Regions from separate parts of the Mus musculus genome. Here regions 1 and 2 are each linked to region 3. The links are chromatin contacts, called in public HiChIP or PLAC-seq and promoter capture Hi-C maps. All regions are on one chromosome and are shown on one strand. Each heading gives the region's core, a stretch centred on a gene start, on an enhancer-like site or on the middle of the called end of the contact. The rest is flanking DNA. Distances are from core to core; before and after follow the strand shown.

Evidence for each region. Promoter capture Hi-C pulls out the DNA fragments that hold promoters and counts their contacts. HiChIP or PLAC-seq counts read pairs in DNA pulled down with a chosen protein or histone mark.
Region 1: a contact with region 3 is called in an H3K27ac HiChIP or PLAC-seq map of SST interneurons, with 6 times the contacts expected there. The contact joins the enhancer-like site here to the promoter of Morc4 in region 3. A contact is called at or near these places in 1 of 39 promoter capture datasets (hippocampal neurons) and 2 of 115 datasets of contacts at active chromatin or transcription factors (SST interneurons and neural progenitor cells).
Region 2: a contact with region 3 is called in a promoter capture Hi-C map of hippocampal neurons, with 2.4 times the contacts expected there. The contact joins the promoter of Mid2 here to the promoter of Morc4 in region 3. A contact is called at or near these places in 2 of 39 promoter capture datasets (hippocampal neurons and liver).

What each region holds. Positions count from the first base shown.
Region 1 is chrX:140,398,743-140,402,179 of GRCm38.p6, reverse strand. Frmpd3 (FERM and PDZ domain containing 3) reads right to left here. Exons shown (of 15, transcript NM_001320946.1): 9 at 3,181-3,317; 10 at 2,741-2,867; 11 at 108-197. Among named protein-coding and RNA genes, the nearest start is that of Gm32113, 15 kb to the right of the region's middle. Within about 2 kb of position 1,954, at least 10 of the 459 cell types and tissues checked have an H3K27ac peak or open chromatin away from gene starts, as enhancers often do. A contact at or near this core is called in SST interneurons, where this site is marked.
Region 2 is chrX:140,663,437-140,667,160 of GRCm38.p6, reverse strand. It overlaps Mid2 (midline 2), which reads right to left and starts at 2,205. Exons shown (of 10, transcript NM_001358366.1): 1 at 1,883-2,205. The coding sequence starts at 1,886.
Region 3 is chrX:139,869,649-139,873,153 of GRCm38.p6, reverse strand. It overlaps Morc4 (microrchidia 4), which reads left to right and starts at 1,500. Exons shown (of 17, transcript NM_001193309.1): 1 at 1,500-1,882; 2 at 2,012-2,084. The coding sequence starts at 1,781.

The DNA of each region.
Region 1 (3,437 bases), core at 705-3,204, 530 kb before region 3:
GTGAGAGCTGATTGACATTGTCCCTCCAATCAAGAGCTGGTCCCCCCTCCACCGCCCCACATAACACACATGCTTTGCCCCTCCCCGAATCCCAGCATCTCACTAACCAGGCCTACAGTGTTGAATAAAACACCAGTGAAGGTCGGCAGTTCATTCAAAATGCGAAGGTACTGGAGCTTTGCTTGAATGGCGGAGCCCTGTGGAAACAACCCACCCTGTGATGAGAATCCAGGGGAGCCCAGAAAAGAAAGCCCACATCCTCCAAGTGGAGTCTCAGCTTCTGATGGCAGGTACCAGTCATCAGCCTACTCCATAGAAATGAGCAAGGACCTGGGTAAACCTGGAAGGAAGTTCCACTTTGGATGGCTCTCACCTCCAGTATTCCACCTGCCTTTCTAAGTCAATCTCAGACATCTTGATCCTCGTGCCTAAAGCATCAATTGATGCTATTTGTTCTCGAATTAATTCTAGCATTTCTTCCAAACTCTGACAACTATCTAACCCATGCAGCTCTCTTAAGATCCTTAGAGTCACTCTTGCCCTCTTGCTCTTTACTTCTTCTTCTTTTTTTGGGGGGGGGGGGGTTGAGACAGGGTTTCTCTGTGTAGCCATGGCTGTCCTGGAACTCACTTTGTAGACCAGGCTGGCCTCGAACTCAGAAATCCGCTTGCCTCTGCCTCCCGAGTGTTCGGATTAAAGACATGTGCCACCATGCCCGGCTGCTCTTCACTTCTTGCTCCGGCTCTGTCCCCTCACCCCTTCCCCATTCCCTTCCTCCTCTCTCCACATGCTCATGGCTGGCCTCTACTCCTCTACTTTTCTACTCTCTCTCTGCCTTTCTCTGCCTCTACTACCTTGCCCCAAATAAACTCTATTCTATATTATATATAAAAAAAGATGAGGCAGGCGGATTTCTGAGTTCGAGGCCAGCCTGGTCTACAAAGTGAGTTCCAGGACAGTCAGGGCTATACAGAGAAACTCTGTCTCGAAAAAAAAAAAAAAGAAAGAAAAAAGATACTTAGAGTCCCATTGACATTGCTACATGCAATCTTAGGGTCCCACCCCATGTTTTCATACTGAGCACCTCTGAGCCTCAAGTCTGTTCTTCAGCTGGGATTCCAGGTCTCTGGAAGCAACTGAGCTTGTCTGGGGCAACTGAGCCAGAAACTTTTGACAGAGGCCTCTTCCTTTGTCCTCTCATCTGAGGGCCACCAGTCACCAAATCATGTTTATTTTACCTCCTGATTTTCTCTTGAGTGATCTACCCACATCATTTGTCCTTATACCATTGCTTTGACATTCCTTCCTATGTCAGGGCTTTGGGTACTCTGTTTCTTTCCCTCGGTTACCTCCACCTAGTGCTAGTGGGAGCATCCTAAAACATAGTAAATTTAGTCACATCAGCTTCCTGCTTTCAACTCCTCTATGAGTCACTGCTGCCTATGAGGATTACATGGAACCCCTTTCTATGGCACAGAAAGCCCTTCAAGAACTGGCTCCTATGAGCCTCCCTAATCTCCCTTCTGTCTCTACCTCCACCATCTCCATGCCTCTAATATTCTGTAGCTTCGCATAGGCTAAATGATCGTTCTTTTCCCTGCTACTGTGACTCTCATTTCGGGGCTTTTGTAGAGATGAATCTCCCAGCTCAGGGAAGTCTTCCTTTTAGTTCTGCTTCTAGCAATTCATCCAGACAAGCTCCTATCTGTCCATCTTTCAAGTCTCAGCTCTGGCACTAAATATACCAGTTTTTCCCTCTCCTAGCCTGGACTTGGCACCTGTCTCTTCTGAACACGTCCAGAGTGCCAGTGCCTGCTGCTTTGTGTTGCGGATGATAGTTTTATTTCCCTACTTGACTATGCCTGACTCAAGGGCTGAAGCCAGGCTTTCTTCAGTAGAGCACTGGGGATGCATAGAAAAAAAATCTTTGCTATGGAGATGGTGCTGAGCACTGGTGCTCTCAGCCAAGGGGGGTGGAAACCAATCTGATTAAACATGCACAGTAAGGTGGGAATGGCTTAGCTCTCTGGGGAAATTTGCATCTTAAAAGGGAAGCTAGTTGGTAATTCAAGAAATCTGGAATGGGTGGCAGATATGGGGGTGATTGTGTCTCCTGTCTACATCTGCATGCTGATTCTAGTATTTGTCACCATCCTCCAGCGTCTTGGGCAGGAAGCACAAGCAGATGGAGTGTTAGCAGCCTAAGAAGGCTCAGCAGGGCTGGGGTAGGTGGGGAAAGAAACCCCTCAAGAGACAAAGACGCTCGTGTCCATGTCACAGGATGCAGAGGATAGTGCAGTAGTTGCCCCAGTTCTGTGCTGGGCTTTTATCTCCTCAGACTTCCTCCTCTAGGACTGGTGGACTAGAAAGTTAGGAAGGGACGGTGCAGTCACTGTCCTGGAAAACATGTGCATCCCTTAGGGGCCAATGCCTTCCACAGGACAGGTGCTCAATTGGTACTAATTGGGGAAAGATTCCCAAGAACGACCTTTCTCATTGCTCCTTTGCTTCAAGGACATAGTGGCTTGCAGTGATGTGTTGCTTAGCCTATTTGGGCTAAGTGTGGATTTGGAACAAACTCCTTTCTATAACTGCCCCATCCCTGGCCAAGCTAGATATGTACCCGAGTGAGAAAGAATAATGGAATATGCACCCAAAGTAAGAAAGAGCAACAGAGTGTACACTTGAGTCAGGAGTAGTGGGGATCCCCAGAGTACCCACTGAGGCTTCCTCTGGGTACCTTGGTGCTGCTAGAAGGATGCATTTGGTGGGCCTTCAGCTGTTGAGAGAGCGACTTCCGAAGGTTCTTCTCTTTGATGCCCTGCAGAAGGGAGGGGGGAAGAAAGGGCTCCAAGCCCCACTCCTTCCTAGAAACAGAAGAAAATCAGGAGATTAGTGAGAGAGACAAAGTGTGATCAAGGGAGGGAGATGGTCAGAAAGAATCTGAGTAATTTTGAGAGGCAGAGATGGAGGAACAGAGACTAGGAAGAAGAGAAAGAAGGATAAAGACAGGCAAACCATGGCTCTGAAGTATGGGACTCGAGTGGGGTAGACCTCAGGAACTCAAATTCCTACCCCCATAGAATGCTTATGACTCTGAAAACCAGAACACAGCTCAACAATTCCATCTTCTTACACCAAACTATTTGTTCCCTCCAGAAGGGCCCTTTCGCAACTCACTCCACATTCTTGAGTGTGATCTTCTGACTAGGCCGAGTGGCTGAGACAGTGATATAGATGTGAAGGGCAGCAAGGCCCAAAAGCATCTCTGGCTTAGGTTCCATTCCAAAGCGTTCTCGGATAACATCATTACGACTCTGTGAGAGAGGGCAGACCAAATCCATCAGTTAAAGGAAACATCCCTTCCCTTACAGCTCCCCTTAGATCTCAGATAAGAATCATGCTACCAGGAAGACATGATAGATAAATGAAAGAGG
Region 2 (3,724 bases), core at 956-3,455, 790 kb before region 3:
TCTATGCCTAATTGTATATATGTTTCCATTCAGTTGCATATACATTCATGAAACAAATTGACTTAAGATCTAAATTACAATGATAATTTGAATCTCAAGGGAACTAATAATGGCAAATTAGGGTTCCTGTAAATTAGTGTTCCCATTTATACCCAGTCAATCCAGTAACCCAATAAAGGATAAATGAAGTGCTTTCATTGAAGAGTATAATGCTGAGGTTTATAGAATCCTTTTATCTTCAAAGGACCAAGCCAATACTCACAATACCCAGTACACAATATTATGCCTTTTATGCAAGTGAAGCAACTGTGAAAGAGAGGTCATACAAATGTCTAAAGGCCTTAAAGCCAATGCAACGTCACATCTGGAATGAACTCTCTGATCTTCTTGGCTTCCAGGCTTGTGTTTCAACCACATGAAACGAGTTTTGTAAGGAACAATCACGAGAAATCTAATTCATATTATGAGTCTGTGTTAAGCTAATTGATTGAGCAGGAATATATAAAAATAGCAAAGATTGATTCTCCCTTGGGGCAGTGATGAGCAGAGAGGAGGAGGTTAAAAAAAGGTGGGGATGCTGGGATAGGAATCTAGGGTACAGCAAAAGCTCCCCAAGCAGAAGTGAGCAAGAATGTAAACTCTCCATTTAGCAACTCCATCTTCTATTGGAATAGTGTCAGAGATCTGATTCGATTTCAGAGAGGAAATGGAATGGGATTAAAGTCAACTCTTGTGGTCCAATTCGAGAATCAGATTAATTAATCCCCACACAATAGTTGTGTACTATTACAGTTTCCAATGTCTTGCTTCATAAATACTCCTCCTTAGAGACAGACACACAACTAATGCCATTCAGCAGCCCCACCCTCCAAAATCTTCAAAAAAAATCAAAGTGATTGAAAAGCAAGAAGCCGCATTGCACAGGTTGACAGAGAAAAGCTGAGAGTGCAGGAACTCTGGTGGGAGATGTGGGGGCTTGAATAGAGACAGTACCTAAGGAGTGTGGAAGAGTGGGGAAAGTGAAGAGTCCAACAATCCCTGGATCCTAATTTCCTCCTCTAAATCGAAATGCCTCCTAAATAAATAAATACTATGCTGCACGTGAAGTGCGAAACAACCCAAGCCAGCTCATAACCAGTAATGTTCCAGTAATTTTTATGAGCCCGGAATGGAAAAGGCTCCCCTGTCCCTGCTTCAGTCGCAGTGTGTCCTATGGACACACTCAAGTTTTTCCCTCTCCACCCCCCCCCCCCCCACGGGGCTGCTTTCACAGCTAGGCCAGAAATAAAGAACCACCCAGACAGAGACCTGAAGATCGTTTCCCCAGCAGGGAGGAAAAGGGGAGGGAGAATTAAGTTTCTCCCGGGGTTCCCGCTCGCAGGGTGTCCACAGAATCTCAGGCTGCTGCGCCAGCACCACTGAGCCAACCGCCGACCTCGGGGCGCCGCCCGGGCCGAGGACGCCGTGGATTTCGGGAGCGTGGGAAGGCGGCTGCGCCCTTTCCCAGACTTGCGCCTAGGCGCCACGAGAGCTGAGCCGCTCCACTGCTTTCTCCCTGCTCGGCCTGGCCAAGCGGGAGGCCTCGGGCCGGTCCCCAGCCTGGGATCTAGGAGTGCAAACTCCTTCCCAGGAGGGCAGCGGCAGGAGCTCGGGTCACAACAGTGTGACAGACAACCGGGGCCCTGCCATTGCCGCCAGGACCCCGTCTCCCCCCTCTTGCCGCCCCCCCCCCCAAGCCCAAGTGTCCTCGGCCAGTTCCAGCCCCGGCGGCACCTGAAGAGCAGCAGGAGCCAGCCAGGGCCAAGCCCGGCGCGGGCGGCGACACTAGCCACCCCACCACCACCACCATCCCCCCGGGCCTCGGCGAGGGGACGCGTTTTACCCATATTGTTCCCGGGTGCCAGCCATCTCCTACGCGCGCCGGGGAGCGCCGGGCGCTCGCCGGCCTCCGCAGCAAGCTGGCTCGGGCTCCCGTGCAAGCTCCCGGGCCGCTGTCGCTGCTGCCGCCGCCGCCGCCGCCACCACCACTCTAGGCCGCCGCCCGCCTTCGCCGCTGCGGCCGCCGCCGCCGCCGCGCAACAGCCGGGATCCGCCAGCCCGCGCGCCCCACGGGGGACAGCACGGAGACCGCGACGTTCCCGCGTCTAGGTCTCCCGGGCTAAACTTAAAGAGTTTTCGCCTCTCGGTCCAGAGGCAGCACCATGACACCACCGCAGCACCACACTGTCATTTCCGCCGCAGCAGAGGGAAAAAAAAGGCAATCCCTTCGAAAGGAGGGTGGAGTGGGGGCAAGCAGAGCCGAGGCTGACACCCTACGGGAGCACGGGGAGGGGCCGGGCAGAAGGGGCGCTGGGCCACCTTCCTAGGCTCACCTTCCGCCGCCCCCGCCACTCCCAACTCCCCGTGCCCCTCCTCTGGAGGCGCGCTTACATGTTTTCTCCCCTGGCAGGAGTGACCAGAGAAACCCGAGCAAGCAAAGGCAGTGGGTGGGTGGGGTTCAGATTACTACTGTACCTACCAGCTGATTCCAGCAGCCTTTTCTCCAGCACCCTGTCATCTTGATGGAAGACACAGGGAGAAGGGGCCTGAGCAGGCGCGCACGAGCGTGTGTGTGTGTGTGTGTGTGTGTGTGTGTGTGTGTGTGTGTGTGTTTGCGCGTCCACGACCGGGTGGTGTGTGTGAAGCGCAGAAGGAAGACTGTGGCCAAACTCTTCACCCACCTACCTCCCTTCTACATCCACAAACCCCCAGATGAGAGCAAGGAGAAGGCTGTTGCACTCGCCAATGAAAAGAGTGTGCCTGGATCCTCCTCACAGGTCCTACTGGTGAAGCTGTTGTATGCAAAGTTAACTAGAGAGTAAAACAAAAATAGTGGAGGAGACAGAGAAGGGCAGACAATTGAAGGAAACCCAACCCCTTTTTCTTTTGACAAAGGGAGAATGGCAATGTTCTATTGGACTTGGGCACAAGTTGTTCAGGTGGATTAAAGCCACTAAAAGTGTATGGGGTAAGGTTTCTTTTGCACCTTCAGATCCTTGACCAATACAAAAGGGTCACTGCCAAGAGGACAATGAGGCAGATGCTAGCCATCCAGAATACAATGTCCCTAATAAGATCCATTTGGAAGCCAGGAGCCTCCCATTGGTCTGGATACAGCCTGTCTTTTAACCTATCACTGGCTCAAAGACTACCACCTCCCCCCAACACACACACACACACACACACACACACACACACACACACACTTAAAAGGTAGATGAGAGAAGGAAGCCACCTCAGAGGATATTCTTTCTAGCTCCACTCAAAATGAGGAAGGAATAAAGCAATCCGAAACAGCCCCTCTCACATGGGCCTCCCATTACTGTGCTTGGGAACAAATCCAGAAAAAAAAATGAAGGTAGATGGGTGTGTCTTATCAGGGAACCAATAGCAGTCAGCCAACAGCACTGTTAAACAAACCTGCTAGAGAACACTGGAGTGGAAATGAAGGGAAAAACCCAACCACATTACCTAAAAGGAAGTACAGCACCAAGAGATGTAAAAGTTAATGTGTCATATCCAAAGCACAGACAACAAGAGCAAAACCAAACAAATGAGACTACATAGCACCAACACCTACACAGCAGAGTACACAACCGACACATTGGGAATGGGAGAAAATGTTTTAAAACCATATATGCATGATAAGGACTTACTGTCTAGAATATGTGTTTTAAAAGGGGCA
Region 3 (3,505 bases), core at 251-2,750:
AAGGCATCTATAGCTGGACGTTTTTGAAAAACGTTTTCGTTACAAACAGAAGATAAATGTAATGCTGGGCGTGGGGGCCCTCCCTGATGTCTGAGCATATGCTGAGGAAGGAAGATACAGAGCCAGAGGCCTGCCTGAGCTAGGTAATGAGTGTCTCAAAAACAAATCACTCAGTTGGGAAAGCGCTTGCTGTGCAAGGAAAAGGACCTAAGTTCAATCCCCAGACCTCGTGTTCTTAAAAAAAAAAAAAAAAAGGAAAAAGCCAGGGTTAGTGTCCTTTTGTAATCCTTACCACCACCACCACCACCGAGAGAGACGGAAATAAGCAGATTGCTGGCTGGCTAATCACCCCATGCTTACTTAGTGATTTCTAGGCTGTTGAAAGACCCTGTCTCAACAAACAAGATGATGACCTTTGGCTTCCATGTACAAATGGACACGTGAAAACCTCGCCACCCATAAGAACACATATACACCTGCGTGCGCGCGCGCACACACACACAGAAAAAGGAGTCTGGAGAAGTGGCCCAGTTGGTAAAACATTTGCCATACAAGTCTGAGAACCCCAGTTCAGATCCCCAGCACCCACATAAAAATGACTGCAACCCCAGTGCTCACAGGGTTGGGAGTAGTGATAATGGTGGTAGGGGTGCTTGCGTAGTGTGCCCTTCCAGGACCTGGGTTTGCTGTCAACACTACATGATGACTCCACAGCACAGGTAAATGTAGACTCACAGCAGGCATGCCCTTTAAAAGTGGAATATAGGGGCAGGGAAATGGCTCAGGGATGAAGGTGCTTGTCACAAGACCTGAGAACCCCAAACTTACAGAAGGTGGAAGGTGAGAACTTAACTCCCTCAAATTGTGTGCTGATCGCCACACGTGCACACAGACACACAATCACACAAAATAAGCAAGCGCAATAATTTTAAAGACTGTTGAAAAAGCATGGCTGTGTGAGTTTGGAACCGCAGTCCCAGAGACACCAGGCCTTCAAATGTCAGTGGTGTGCAAACGATGCGCCCCCAAGAGCACAAACACACAAAGCTGCATATTACTTTATGCGCATCCTATAACATAACCAACCCCCTATTTGCAGCGAGTAAATTCAGTTTCTCCTACTATAAAGTCTCCCTGCCGGTTTGAAGGATCGGTAGGCCGTTTGCCAATTGCATTCTAGAAAGTTCCTGGTGCTTCCATAAGCTTTCGAAGTAGCTAGTGGGAATAATTCCCCTTAGCTCCAGCCTATCTTCCCAGATAGCAAAACTGCAGTCCTTCGAAATTCAAAGACTTGTCTTATCCTGCCTGTTAGTCATGAAGCCTAAGTGGGACTCCAGAAATCCCATGCACGCTCTCCCTCCTCTTGCCACATTCCCGCCCCTCCCCACGCACCGCCATCCCCCCTCCCCTCGCGCTTTCCCGCTCGGCCGCCTGGCCTATGGCAAACGCCAAGAATTAATTAGGGGCGGGGATGGAGGAGCGTCTGTCAGGAGATCGCCATATTTCTGTACGGCCCAGGGGCAGCCCTGGCAGTCGGTGGGTCAGGAGAGGTGCTGACAAGGCGGGGCGGGCAGACGCTGGGTTCCTCCGGCTTCACCCCTCCCGCTGGGGACAGGTGGCTGCAGCGCGCCCCGCCTCTGCCAGCTGCGAGTGGGAACGAGAGAGGGCCAGTCCGGGACGGCCACCGCCAGCTGCGAGTCGGGGGACAGCGCGATCTAGTGCGGGGACAGCCGGCCCAGGGGTCCGGCAGCAGCAAACCGGTATCCTGGCGGCCAAAAAAATGCTCCTGTACCGAGGGGCCCCTGCGGGCCCCGGAACGCCGGGAGGCGGACTGGCCCGGGCGGGCAGCGTCCCGCAGGCCTTCAGGATCCGCCTGAGCACGGTAGGTCCGGGGGCCCCCGAGGGGACGGACTCGCGCGAGCGCGCCCGGGTCCCAGGGCTGCGGGGGGCGCGCGGGGAGGGCTGGGCGAGCTGAGGCCTCACGCGGGACGGAACCTTCTCTCGCCCCCAGATGAGCCCCCGCTACCTCCAGAGCAACTCCAGCAGCCACACGCGACCCTTCAGTGCCATCGCGGAGCTGCTAGGTGAGTGACGAGGGCGGGCCGGGTGGCGGGTCGCAAGCCCGAGGCAGAGGTGCCAGCGTGGTGCGGTGGACGCAAGAGGAATGCACGAGGCGCGTGGGGCGGGTCCTCTCGGGACGGGCTGGGGGAGCTCGGCCACCGTGATCTCTTAGGGAGGGGGACAGGGAGGGTAGGGTGGGGTGGGATGGGGTAGGGTGAGGTGGGGTGGGGTGGGGTAGGGGGGCGACGGGACTAGATCGTGCCTGGAAAGCCGAGGAAGCGAGGTGTGTACTAAGAGTTTGGTAGGGTTCCCGCGCTGTTGTTCTGTCTGGATCGTGATGTTCCAGTCACTTTAGGATTCTTAGTTAATAATCAAAGAGCAATGCATAAAAATATCGGGCCCCGAAGCGACTGGATTTGACCAAGGCTGGCGACCGACAGAGGGCCCCAGGCTGGCAAAGGAACAGTGCAGAGGGCCCTGTAGAGTAGTTGGAAAGATCTGGAAATGACTTCTTTAACTTTAGAGACTTAAGTCTAGGAATGATGGGCCATCTCTTAGATGATGACACGAGTGCATTTGGCTCCCGGAGACTGCAGAGGGCTGGGTCCGTAGTCCACGAGCGCCCTCACACCGCTGGAATGAATACGGAGGCCTTAAGGACTTAACCTCTGGGTGCACCGGTGCTCGCTCAAAAAAAAAAAAAAAAGGAAAAAAATTCACTTGATTCCTTAGAGCTGAGTGCATCGCTTCTGCACTAATGTACTGTTCAAAAGGCAAAGATGAAAAGCAGTTCTGCGCAAAATGCAGCAGAGCAAGCACATTATAAATATTTCAAAAACTGAAAGAAGGAAGACAGATTTATATGGCTAGTTAGCACAGAACAAGACTCTTGAAAATGGTTTCAGAGCCACATGAATGAACCCCAGTGGGGACGTAAGCCACCACTGTGGCCATGCCAGGAGACTTGTTTTCCTAAAGATGTCGGTGAGCCACAGGAAGAGTCAGAAGAGTTATTTGGAAGGTGCTGGAGGATTCTGATGATTAGTTTGGCTATGAGCCCAAATGGTATAGAGTAGGTTGCTGATTGCTTTCTAGAAAGTTCAGGAGGAAAGTAACATTGATGATACAGCTTGAATTTCCAGACTGAGGTGACTCTATCGTTTAGGTTTTCCCCTATGGTTTTTTCTTTTTCTCCTTCCTTCCTTCCTTCCTTCCTTCCTTCCTTCCTTCCTTCCTTCCTCCCTTTTTTTTTCTTTTGAGATAGCGTCACATTATGTAGTCCAGTTGACCTGAAATTTGCTGTGCAGATCAGGCTGGCAGTCAGCACACAAAGATGTGCCTGTGTCTGCCTCCCAATGCTAGGATTATAGGCTCTTGCCACTGTACTCAGCTCACTGGATGGTATTTTTAAAGCATTAAATTAAAAAACATAGACCTGGGCTAA